Linked DNA regions of Zea mays: region 1 is linked to region 2. The links are chromatin contacts, called in public Hi-C maps. All regions are on one chromosome and are shown on one strand. Each heading gives the region's core, a stretch centred on a gene start, on an enhancer-like site or on the middle of the called end of the contact. The rest is flanking DNA. Distances are from core to core; before and after follow the strand shown. Region 1 has its middle 18 kb from the start of LOC103637910. Region 2 holds the start of LOC100501220.

What was found. Hi-C and Micro-C count contacts between places; a contact is called where the count stands out from the background.
Region 1: a contact with region 2 is called in a Hi-C map of ear, with 3 times the contacts expected there. The contact joins the enhancer-like site here to the promoter of LOC100501220 in region 2. A contact is called at or near these places in 6 of 25 Hi-C or Micro-C datasets (bundle sheath, ear, endosperm and 3 more).

The regions. Positions count from the first base shown.
Region 1 is chr9:11,074,354-11,080,622 of Zm-B73-REFERENCE-NAM-5.0, forward strand. No RefSeq gene overlaps it. Among protein-coding and RNA genes, the nearest start is that of LOC103637910, 18 kb to the right of the region's middle. Within about 2 kb of position 4,313, at least 17 of the 20 cell types and tissues checked have an H3K27ac peak or open chromatin away from gene starts, as enhancers often do. A contact at or near this core is called in bundle sheath, ear, endosperm and 2 more, where this site is marked.
Region 2 is chr9:10,993,072-10,998,961 of Zm-B73-REFERENCE-NAM-5.0, forward strand. It overlaps LOC100501220, which reads right to left and starts at 3,382. Exons shown (of 11, transcript NM_001362590.1): 1 at 3,042-3,382; 2 at 2,460-2,503; 3 at 1,558-1,681; 4 at 1,193-1,307; 5 at 1-392. The coding sequence starts at 3,240. It overlaps LOC100274827 (1-aminocyclopropane-1-carboxylate oxidase 1), which reads left to right and starts at 5,825. Exons shown (of 4, transcript NM_001149096.1): 1 at 5,825-5,890.

The DNA of each region.
Region 1 (6,269 bases), core at 3,063-5,562, 82 kb after region 2:
GTTGCGTAGTGAGCTAAATGTCTTAGTTTTGAGGAACTTGGATTGATTCATAGCACACATGTGTCTTCATGCCTTTAATCATGTTCTTTTAAGCATTTCTATCTTTACTTGCTTATTTTGGTGCTTAAGTTGCAAAATGTCATCCCCGGACTTCACAAGTCCTTGTGCATATGTTGCATATGTTTAGGAGGATGATATTCTACAAATTGACCCTTTGAGACTAATGTGTTTGCTTGAGTGATTTTGATATAGTTCAAAGATGGATTGAAAGAGAAAATGTGCACTTGGACAAAGAAAAGGCTTCCACTGCATTACGGTATCAATGTACTTTGTGCCAAGTCACTATGTGTTTTCTCATTGTCCTTGGTTTCATTTGCAATTTTTGGCAAGGCAATGGGGTTAGTAGGCCACTAGTTTTTCAGTTTTGGTACTTAATGGCAAAGGGGGAGAAATTAAGGCCAAAGCAACTGGATCAGCTCCACTTGTGAACTTTTCAAAATTTTAGTGTAAGTATACTTGGTTTTTGATCAAAACCCTCTTATTGCAAAAACTACTCTCTTGTAGGGGAGAAATTTGATTATGGGAAAGAGGAGGAATTTCTTGTTGCTTTGATCAAAATTAGTTTTGAAAATATTTTGATTTGCCAAAAAAGTGTTTTGACATAATGATAGGAAAATGAAATTGTTTTGCGAAATCAAACCAAGTGGTGGCAAAAAATGATCCAAATATGTCAAATCCTATGATAATTTAATTGGTTCTAAGTTTGACATCAATTTGCACTTTTTTAGCTCGCATTTGGATATGTTAGTTCATTTTGAGTTGCTTTTGATGTGTTGGCATGAATAAACAAAAAGGGGGAGATTGAAAGGGAAATGTGCCCTTGGGCCATTTCTATATTGTTTTGGTGATTAGATGCTCAACACATTTTGTTTAGACTAACATCATCTATTGTGAGAAATGAGCACATGTACTTAAAAGCAATTTGAGCTTGGGAGAAGGCAAAATAAAAAATATATATGGGACCAAGTGAAAAAGGCAAGCTCTGGACACTTAGTCAATTGTTTTGGGTACTAATCATATTTGTCTAAGTGCTAGTGACTTTATGAAGTCAAGTCAAAAGGAGCAAAAGAGAATAAGATTGAAAAGGGAGAAAATGGGCCTTCCAATTAGAGCTCCAACGACTCCTAGGTCCGTTGGGGCTATAAAATGGACCCCTAGGAGCATGGAGCACAACACCAAGCTCCAGTTGAACATTCTACAACGACGAGACATCGCATCCACGCCTTTGCTTTGCTGTTTTGGTTTCACTAAGTTATTTTAGACCAAGTTTGTTTTGTTAAGCTGTTTTTTACAGGATCACATATTCACCCCTATATGTGCTCTCACAATGTCGGTTTAAAACATTTCAGTTTACATGTCCTTGACACCCTTGTTTCTCGATGATTCATGAGCGATCATTTTATTTCGCACATCCTTTGTGGTCTCGTTGTTTCCTTATAACTTCCCTTGGTAATGAATTTTCACCTCAACTATTTTGTTGGAACCTTACTTACCTTACCCTTTTATTGTTCCCTTTACTTCGCCACTTTGTGAGTCTCGTCTTGACTCCGCCCTTTGTTGTGCTTATGCCTGTTATCACTTTTACTTTTGTCATCCCTTGATCTTTTACCTTGATGCTTATCATATGCTTGCTATTTAAAATTTCCCCTCTCCCATCTCAATTCGAGAGTGGTATTTTACTTATCCTGTCCCTTGGTCGTAACCTCATCTTTGCCGCATGCAAGTATTGTCTTAACTCAATTCTTTGTTGTACTCGTACCCTTGGTTCTTCTACACCTTTACCTCTTCTCTTACACTTTTGTCCATTATCGCATTTAACCCTTGTAATATCTATATATTTTACTTGATGTTTACTTTGAACTTACCCTTTAAAGCCTTCTCTTTTCCATCCTAGTCTGAGAGTGGTGTTTTACCTATCTGGCCCATGATTGTTTTCCTCTTATTTGTCGCCTTGAAAGTTTTGTATTAAGGGCATGTTTGGTTCACGGCTACCTGTGCCACACTTTGCCTAAGGTTAGTCATCCGAATTGAAGAACTAACCTTAGGCATGAAAAGTTAGGCAAAGTGTGGCAAGTTAGGCAGCACACCAAATAGGCCCTAACTCCATCATTTGTCATGTGTTTTTCATTTATCACCATTAACCCTTATCATCTCTCGATCTTTACCATCATGCTTATCACATACCTGCAATTTAAACCCTCCTCTCTCTCTCATTGTAGTTTGAGAGTGTTGTTTTACCTATCCCATCCTTGGTTGTTTCCCCTCCTGTGTCGCTTTGCAAGTCTTGCTTCAGTTCCATCCTTTGTCGTGCTTGTGCTCTTGTCTCATATGGTTTATTCTTCTCCTCATCTTTTGATGGCCTTAGAGTAGTTTTCCCCTTTTCAAGAAAGACCACCATTTAGTTAAAAAGAATGCGTACCAACGAGATGCTTGTTGTTGTGTGCTTGTGTTGTGGCTGATTTGGTTCTTTGTGATGAGTGTTAATGTGTGCTAATCTTTGGTCCACAACGACATCACTTTACTAGGTGAGTGCCATATATAGTTAGGTACTTGGTTCTCTTTCCATGCTCTCTCTCTTTAATGCATTTATGCTTACCTTTTTCTATCTATATCTTTTCCTCTTGCACCCGCTTAATTGGCAACCTCCAAAACAGTTCCTGAAGATAGCATCACAAGCGGTAATGAACGCAACGCAACCTCCAACTCCTTTTAATCAGTCGAGATCAGTGACGATAGCGTCTTCGTCAAGTGCATGGTAGCAATACTCCTATTAAGGGGGTTAGCAGTGGACCCAAATGATGATAATGCAATCAACCTCAACAAACAAGAACAAAGAGGCGCAGCGGAAGCGTGGTGGGCCCTGACCCACAGGTCCTAAGGTCCTCAAGAAGTCAACTCATCATTCATTTCATTTCACGATCCCAACAACAAGGATTTGTTGATCACAAACATCAGAAGGGCAAAGCAACAAGCTCACGAGTTAAGCTAGAAGAGTCAAAGTTGAATAGAAGAGGTTGTGAATAATCGATGAACCCACCTTGTTTTCTTACTAGCCTCTTCTTGAATTTCGGAGCGAGATTCTGTTAAGGATGTTAGGTTGTAACACCCTGAATTTTGGAGTATAATTTTTCCTCAATACTCAAAATTCAGGTGTTACCTTCACTTTCATCTCCCCTTTCTTTTTTTTCTAAATAGTGGTGAGTTATATTATATATAATTGTTAAGTTTAGCAAAATAAAATCTTAGAGGAGTTTTGATTGTCGCATCTTAGTATGGACCTCTATTTTTGTTTGATGATCCATTTAAACTCGTGAAACATGCTTGAATAAAAAACTAAAACTAAACTCAAATAGAAAAAAAGAAAGAAAGAATAAAATAAAGCCCAGCCCCTCCTCACGTCCGTCCCGCTAGGCCCTTTGGCCAATTCCTTCAGCCCAAATCGTGGCCTCCTCCTCACTCACTTCCAGATGGGACCAACCTGTCACCCTCTCCCCTTTCATCTTTCCCTAGCCTCTCCCACGTTTGCTCAAGGAAACAGCAGCACCGCACATGTTTCTTCTACCTACACTGCTGCCCGTGCCTCCGGACTAGGGATGGCAACGGGGAATTCCCCGTCGGGTTTTAGCTCCCCAAACCCGTTCCCGCGACAAAAAAATTCCCCATGGGGATCCTCATGAATGCTTGGGGGGACATTTATTCCCCATCCCCGTTCCCCACGGGGATAAATCCCCGTCGGGGATCCCATCCCCGCTTAAAGTATAATTAAATCGTACTTCATTTGTTATTAATGTAAAACATTGTCACTTATACACATTGTTAGATGTAAAAAAACATTATGTGCATGTTAAAATCAATGTATTTGTACAACGGGTAATCTCTTGGCAAGGTAATTATTTATTTTTATCATTAACTATTACATGAAAACATTGTCACATGTAAGTTTAACGGGTCCCCGCGGGAAACGTGGATGGGGAATGCTTCTCCAATCCCGTCCCCGTTTACCCGTCGGGGGAGAATTTTCCCCCGTTTACATCTCCGTGGGGGAAGAAACTTTCCCATCCCCATCCCCTAATAGAGGAATTCCCCGCGGGGAATCGGGGATCGGGTCCCCATTGCCATATCTACTCCGGACCCACACAACAGCCCAGCCCTACCGCGATCACGCGGACGCACGGAGCTCAGTGTCCCATACTCCCGTCCATGGGCCCATCCATCGGCTGAGCAGTGGGCCCCTGGCCCTGCCCATCAGCTAGGCTCATGAGCTCAGGCGCACGCGCGTCACCGCTCGCCCTGTGCACTGCATTGTAACCCCACCGGTCAGCACCACTGCCCCTGTTCATCTTTCCCGCATAACTGTCATGATGCACGCGCCCGAGCCCCAAAAGCCGGAATTGTCCAGTGCTATGCCCCCACGTTTAGGGATAAAAACGGGACAGATACAACTGAATACATGGTCATCTCGTATCCTACCTTAATATATTTCTCTCGGATACGGGACCGGATACGTGTAGTTAAGATTCAGGATGGATATAAGACGGGACCCGGTAATAATCCGGGCGGGTAAGAAACGGATAACGGATACTACTCGGGTAGGTACCAGATAATTGTCGGGTAGTTTGTCCCGATGATATTAATTGTCCAACCATCCAACAAATACATAAATTAAGTAATACATAATCGTGTATATGATAGATCAAATGTAGAAAAGGAAACCGATAAAATTGACATCATGCAGTTCAAAGTTACTAATCACGAGGACATTGTAGAACCAACACCACAATATTAAAAATTCATAAAATATTCTAGTTTCACTCAAAAGTTGCAAATAAGTTACAAAAACTAATAAACATTTTATACGAAGATAACTCAAGTCCTCATATGAAAATGATAAAGTAAAGTATTGATTATGCTGAAACTTGGATACTTACAGTGATTTCACATGTAACTCATACAAATAAGTGAAAGTGAAATGGAAGAAACGTGGGCATCTTATAAATCTTATGATCCAAACATTTTTTATGGTTATATATGGACATATGTTGTGCCTCCATAAAATTTCATGATTTTAGGCTATTTATACAACTATTGATTTCTTGTCATAGAAAATCATCAAAATACAATTAAATCCATAAAATAATGTAGCGTCACTCGAAAACTGCAAATAAGTTACCAATACTAATAAATAGTCTCCACAAAGATAACCTTAAGTTCCCACGTGGAGATAACATTAAGTCCCCCCACATAAAAATGATAAAATATATTAATTTGATATTAATTTGGACATTATTTCAATGATTTTGGCCTAAAGATATATTTAAACAAAAATTTGATGTACTACAAAGTTATAGATCTCTTCGAGCTCTACAATTTTCATATAAATTTTATCTTCATCCCATTTCATATGTAAAAGTTATAATTTTATAATTATATTATTATGCAGGAAATGAAAAACGGGTACCCGTATCCGACCCGACTATCTAGGTATTTACCGGGTAGTCCTCGCTCCGTATCCGACCCAAATCCGAAGCTTCAGTATCCAGGTATTAACCGTATCCGTCCCGAATATAAAAATATCTGAATCTGTATCCGAAAAAACGGGTATTTACACTATCCGTATCCGGTACCCGACCCGTTTTCACCCCTACCCATGTTCTTCTCTACGTAGTTTAGCCTATAGATGTCCAAATGGGCGGGTCATGCCGGCCCGGCCCGGATTGGCTAGCATGTCGTGATGTGCCGGTCCACGGGCTCCAAGCGAGGTCCAGACATGACCCGCTAGGTTAATAATCATGCTGGACCGGCCCACGGCCCGACGGGCCTAGGGGTGGATAACGAGCCAGCTCGACTCGGCTAGTTAAGGTAACGAGCCATAGAGTCAGCTCGGCTCGGCTCGTTTAGCTCGCGAGCCAGAGTAAAAAAAATAAAATGTAGATAATAATTATTTTTGGTTAATTTCAAACTAATTTAACAATAGAAAATAATAATTATACTTATAGTTTTACAAACCATGTCGATATAACACCAAATTAGCACAATTCATCACTCATTAATTCACAATTCACATACATGTTCAACAGTTTAACCCATAATTATATTTGTATAGACCAAATTAACACATATACATAGTTCATTAATCATTAGTTTAATTCATAGGCCATATACACCTCACATATATATATATAACATGTTCATCAATTATTCTGTAAATG
Region 2 (5,890 bases), core at 2,132-4,631:
TGAAAGCTGAGTAACGCCCAGATGCCCCTACTGAGGTAAAACTCCCCCTCTGAATATTTGCATAAGAACCACTTGGTGCATGCATCTGAGAACCCGAACGGGCAGCAAATTGCCTAGTAGAATTAACAACTCCAACATGACGTTGAGCAGGTCCAACAGTTCCACCGGCAATTCTAACATTGGCTGACCCATGAGCTGGGTCAGAACCTGGAAAGTGCTGCTCATTCTGAGGGTTCTTCAAATATGGCTTCACATGCTTCTCTGTAGTACCTTGAGCATCCCTCTTCCCTTGGGTTGTGTCAGAGTTGGAGTTCTGCATAGCATTTTGATGTGTGATCTGGTCACCTGAGGTTGTAGCAGGTGAGCGGTTTCGACCAGACTGAACAAGAGTACTGAACATAGACAATCCAGTAAGGAAAGTATTAGTTTGATTATAATAAGATGTTCATGCAAAACAATTGACAAAAATTTGAAGATAGCAACTTTCATAATTGTATTTTAGACATTTGATCAGTGTATTACAGCTCTGGAACCTAGCTGCAAATGAACAACAAAATGGCCATAGCAAACATATATAAAACTAAAGTCGTAGAAAACACAGAATTCAGTCAATGCAGCTACCTGCATGCATGGAACATTTACCTCAACAAATGTACCCTGCAATTTCATAGGATTTGTTCGTGTACCATAGGCACGGAACAAAGAAACATCAAACCTAGAGCATTTAATCATTTTTACATTATTAAATTAGGGGGTGTTTGGGATGGCTCTAGGGTCCAGCTCCAGTATGGAGCTGTATTTTTAATATCAATCTAAGTAGTTTTAAAAAATATTTTTAATCTAAATAATAAACAAAAAGACTTATCTAAATGTCTTCTAAAGGCTTACAACTCCAGCTCCACGATTTTCTAGAGCACCTAATGACCTGCTTCACTAACTCCACCAAATTTTCTAGAGCTGGAGCTGTCCCAAACAGCGCCTTAGAGTTTGATAGAGGAGGCGATGTGATGCCTACACTCGATGAGATAACCTTAGCTATACAGAATATTAGGAAGTTGAATAAGTGCTTGATAGCTGCATTATACTCAGAATACAACTTAACCAGAACTACAAAATGATGACAAGATTGTTTGACATACAAATGAATGCATGGTACAGTAAGAGCAGTGGCAGAATTTGTCACAAACAATACCTCCTATCAGACATTTGTACATTTGCTGAACCTTTGTGTCCTAATTCTGGTCTGTTCTCCACCACACCATGTTGAAATCTGTTGTCCCTCACAACCCGAAATTCACGAGTAGGGCCTACATCAAGCAATCAGTTAACAATCAGGTGGAAACTGCTAGTTACACAACCAAAATATTGCACATATGTCACACAATATGTGAAAACTGCAGAAGCTTATAGTATGTCATGGGAAGCCAAGAACAAAGACAAGAAAGCTGGAGACAAACAATGTTGCCATGGAAAACAGGAAGCTATATATTTCATCATTGTCTAGAAGCATATCTACATAAGATCAGAATTACAGATGGTGGCCCTCAATTATGTTACCTGACATCTGACCCTGCTTGGGAGTTCTTTGATCATTTTCCATCTTTTGTGTATGTGGCTTCATCCATTGTGAGTTTTGCTCAACTTGTGCAGTGCTATCAGCAAAGCTCTTCTGGCCAGCACTCTAACAATGCAATAGTTTTTTCAGTGCAACGAAATAAAAGAATAGCAATGTATGATTTTCAGCATTACAGAAGCTTCATAACATGCATTACACACTTCAACAAAGAACCAATAAACCTAACATGTTTCCTCAATTGATAGAGAATTAATTTCGTTTCTTCACACCCAATTCCAGAAGCTCGCACACAAGGTAGGGTCAGGGGATGACAAGGAAAAAAGTGAGACATAGGAACACATAAGAGCAAATAAAGTGTTGTGGAATGCATGTCTTGTGCAGAAGCAGTGTGTGTGTCTACTCCTACTCCCTCAGTTCCAAATTGTAAGTTGTTTTAGCTTTTATTTCGTTTCTTCACACCCAATGCCAGAAGCTCGCACACAAGGTAGGGTCAGGGGATGACAAGGAAAAAAGTGAGAGGAACACATAAGAGCAAATAAAATGTTGTGGAATGCATGTCTTGTGCAGAAGCAGTGTGCGTGTCTACTCCTACTCCCTCAGTTCCAAATTGTAAGTTGTTTTAGCTTTGTCCTGAGTCAAACTTGCATCTAGTATTTGGAATTTGGAGGCCAGGTTTTCTTTTGCTAGCCTATTGAGTGACTATACGCAATTTAAGGACATAGAACTCCAAACGTTCCTTTTTGCTTTAGATTGTTTCAGAACATCACAAAAAGCTTAACATTGCAAGAAGAATATGTATAAGTATGCTATAAATAAAAAGAAACAACTCTAGATTTAATCATTCATCGTTCACTGAAAATGTACCCAAACAGAAAATGTATACCTCCTTCTTCTTGTCCCTTTTTCTTTTTACTTCATGAAATGGATCTGCAAGTACAAAAGGTACAAACAATGACGAATTACAATCACAAAGAAAACATGAGAAGATTTACTAGTAAGGCAATATATATTGCAAACAATGGCATCAAGCTGATCATAAAGAGATAGTTAGAACCCACGTGCTGCAAGCAATAGTAAGCACTGCCTTTTACAAATTTACAACATAGAATAGAACACGAAAATACAAGTAGCCCGGACAAATGTTAACAATTTGACCCTGCAAGAATATCATTGATATATATGGACATCATTGGCTAATCAAAATCACGAACCTCGTGATAGTATCATTAATCAATATCGATAATAACCATTAAACGGTGACCCACCCTAGCAGAGCCACCCCAAATATCCATAGCTCGAAAACCCTAGACCCGACGCGGCGATCCCCTGCGCCGGCACGGGTGCAGCAGCAGAGCCGACCCAATGCGCTAGGCGAGAGCCCACAAAACCCTAGCTCCCAGAACGGTACGAGATCGACCGAGTCGAGGCGACCCAGATCGGGAGAATAGGGAAGATGCAAGGGGACCTTGGTTGAGCAGCTTCTGCGCCGTCTCGTTGGGGTCCATGTTGGATTCGCGGAGGGTGTCCAAGATGTCGGCGTCGGAGTGGCCGACGACGACCTCCTTGATCGATTGGATGGTCGACTGTATCGCCGTGGTGGTTGTGGGAGAGCGCGCCGCCCCCGCCCTGTCGGAGCCGCGTGCCCCGCCGCCGCCGCCAGCCATGCCCGCCGCGAGAGGGGAGATCGCCCAAACGCGCGCTAGGACGGGGGAGCGGGTGGTGGTGGAGGCGCTCGCGATCGCCGCCGGAATCGCATCAAACGACACGAGGCCCTGGGTTTCGGGGGAGAGTGGGTCTGGGTTTTGGTTTGGTCGGAGTGGTTGGGGGCGGCCGGGCTCGGTGGGTGCGTGGTTTTCCAAGGGAAGGGGAAAATTGAGCTTGCTCTTTGAGTCAGGTGTCACACTCGTGAGCTTTGGGCGCGTTAACGTCTAGGTTGGCTAACGTCTAGGTTTGGGCGCGTTAATTGTCATCCTGGTCGAACCTGGTGCCTGGTTAACGTCTAGGTTGGTTATCTCAACTGTTCCATAGAGATGCTAAGCTTAAATTCTACTCCCTCCGTTTCTTTTTATTAGTCGCTGGATAGTGCAATTTTGTACTATCCAGCGACTAATAAAAAGAAACGGAGGGAGTATTAAAGTTTATTATATTTTGATGTAATCATGTTGTAAATAGTATATAATTTTACCATATCGTGTATTAAGTTGTAGTCGCCTTTAAACAAATTATAATAATTTATAATAGACAATAAATACATATTAATCCATCATTGAGAAAGACTAATGGTTGTACCAATAGAGCCTCACTATAGAGAAACGCTCATTTTTTTGTTTATCTTGGGAGCTAGGCCTAGAGATAATTTTTGCATCTGCAGAGGCTGGCCACGCAACCAAACACGTGGAGATTGCATTCGGTGAACATGGTCAATGGCATATGCAGGCAACCAATACATTCATAATAGATTGAGAATTATATCCCCGTCAGTGGTGACCCCACCAATCGCCAATGCTTATGGAATCAAGCACCATGTCATATCTGGTTGTAGCAGGTGCAGGTCCTCGCCTCATTTTAGTGTCCGCGTCCGGCGATGGCTCTGGTTCTTTGCGCTTCCATAAGCCCCCCCACTCCTATTAGGCGCTTGCACTCACCGTCTGTGGTGGCTCACCGCTCTGCCCCTTCGTGCTTCCATAGACGGTTATGACCTCTTCAGTACTCTATCTAGATCTAGCTGCAGCAGGTGTCCTCCTCAATAGTCAATCGAGTTCACTCTGTTGTTTACGCGCCATGAAGCATCTTCTAAAGACACCGCTCCAACCACCCTATTTTACCTTATGATATCCAGTTCGTGTATCAAACCATGTCTATTACAACCGTCTTGACCACGATTTAAGATGGTAACCATTAGCGCCATGCCACAAACTCATGAATTAGTGCATGAGCTTCACCTACCTCACACCTTCAAAAGTAGCAGCTCAACTTTGTGTTGCTTGGTTCCTAACTCGCACACATGAAAGGCACATCGTTTCTTTCATTTTTTCCCGTTGTTTGGCTATCCTCGATCTCTGTTGTCACCTCACCCATCCTCGGTTTGTGTCTGGCATTCCTTGTCCTTGCTCCAAGGATGAAGCATCAAAAAGGAGAAGGTGTCGTCGTTGTACGCTAGATGCTCAGATCATCTTCGTCGGTGACGAGCACCCAACATGTATCGACTGATTAAGTGTACAACACACCAACATGGACAAGTTAGTTTGATATTAGTATGAGTATAGGTTCACTTGAAGGCAATTTGAAAGTTCTAAGTCCTAAAAAGCTAAAATGGAGGATAGAAAGTGTAACTTTGGGTAAAAGGGTAAAACAATGAGGTTTGAGTACTTAGATAAGTTTCATATGCCTAATACTATGTTTCTAGCACTTTTGTTTCATCTTAAACCCAATTCTGTGAGAAAAGCGCTTCTAGGACGTAATTTGAGCCAAAATGCAAATCCTGGTAAACTTTGGTGAAAAGGTGAGTTCCTCACACTTAGTCAATTTGATTATGTACTAACTATATTTGTCTAGTCGTAGGAAAGCTCAAAATAAAGTCCAAGTAAAATGGAATAAGATTTGGTAGAAAGGACTTATCTACTCAGGTCTAGTAGGAATAAAAACGGTCGGGATAAATTTCATTCTGTTTCGCATCGTTTTCTATATTTAACTCGATCGAAATCGTATTTTTTCGTACAAATTCAGAAATGGTACGAAAAATGGGATACTAAATTCGGAATCGGTACGAAACAGTTTGGGTGCATCCTGACCATTTTCGTTTATCCCGTATTTATGAGGGGTTATCTCGTTTTTGGCAACAAACCATTAACCAGCAAAGCACTATGTGAGCTCTTTTGGCCAGCCCAAATGACCATGCGTCCGTCTACAGGCCAGCCACGCACTCGCATTGAACATGTCAACACAAGCATCCAAGGCTCCAAGCTAGTAGTTTACAGCATGCTAGGCTCCTCACGCGATTCACACAGCCACAGAAGCACGCTAGCCCTAGAGATGCTATGAATTTTTACTAAGTTGTTGCCTATAAGTTTTTTTAAAAAAATGTTGTCATTATGGTATCTTGACTGTAATGTACTCATCTATTACTACTCTATAAGACGAAATTGTAGGCGTTCACAAGTGCACCGTGTTCTGCCCGTCCTCCCCTCGCGCAATCGCAGGAATCCCCGCCATCATCGCCTCTCGCGCACCTTCCTTCGACAACCTTCCATAGGAATCATCCATCGCGTCTGTGCTCCCCCTCGCGCAATCCTACCGCACTCGCCTCCCGAAATC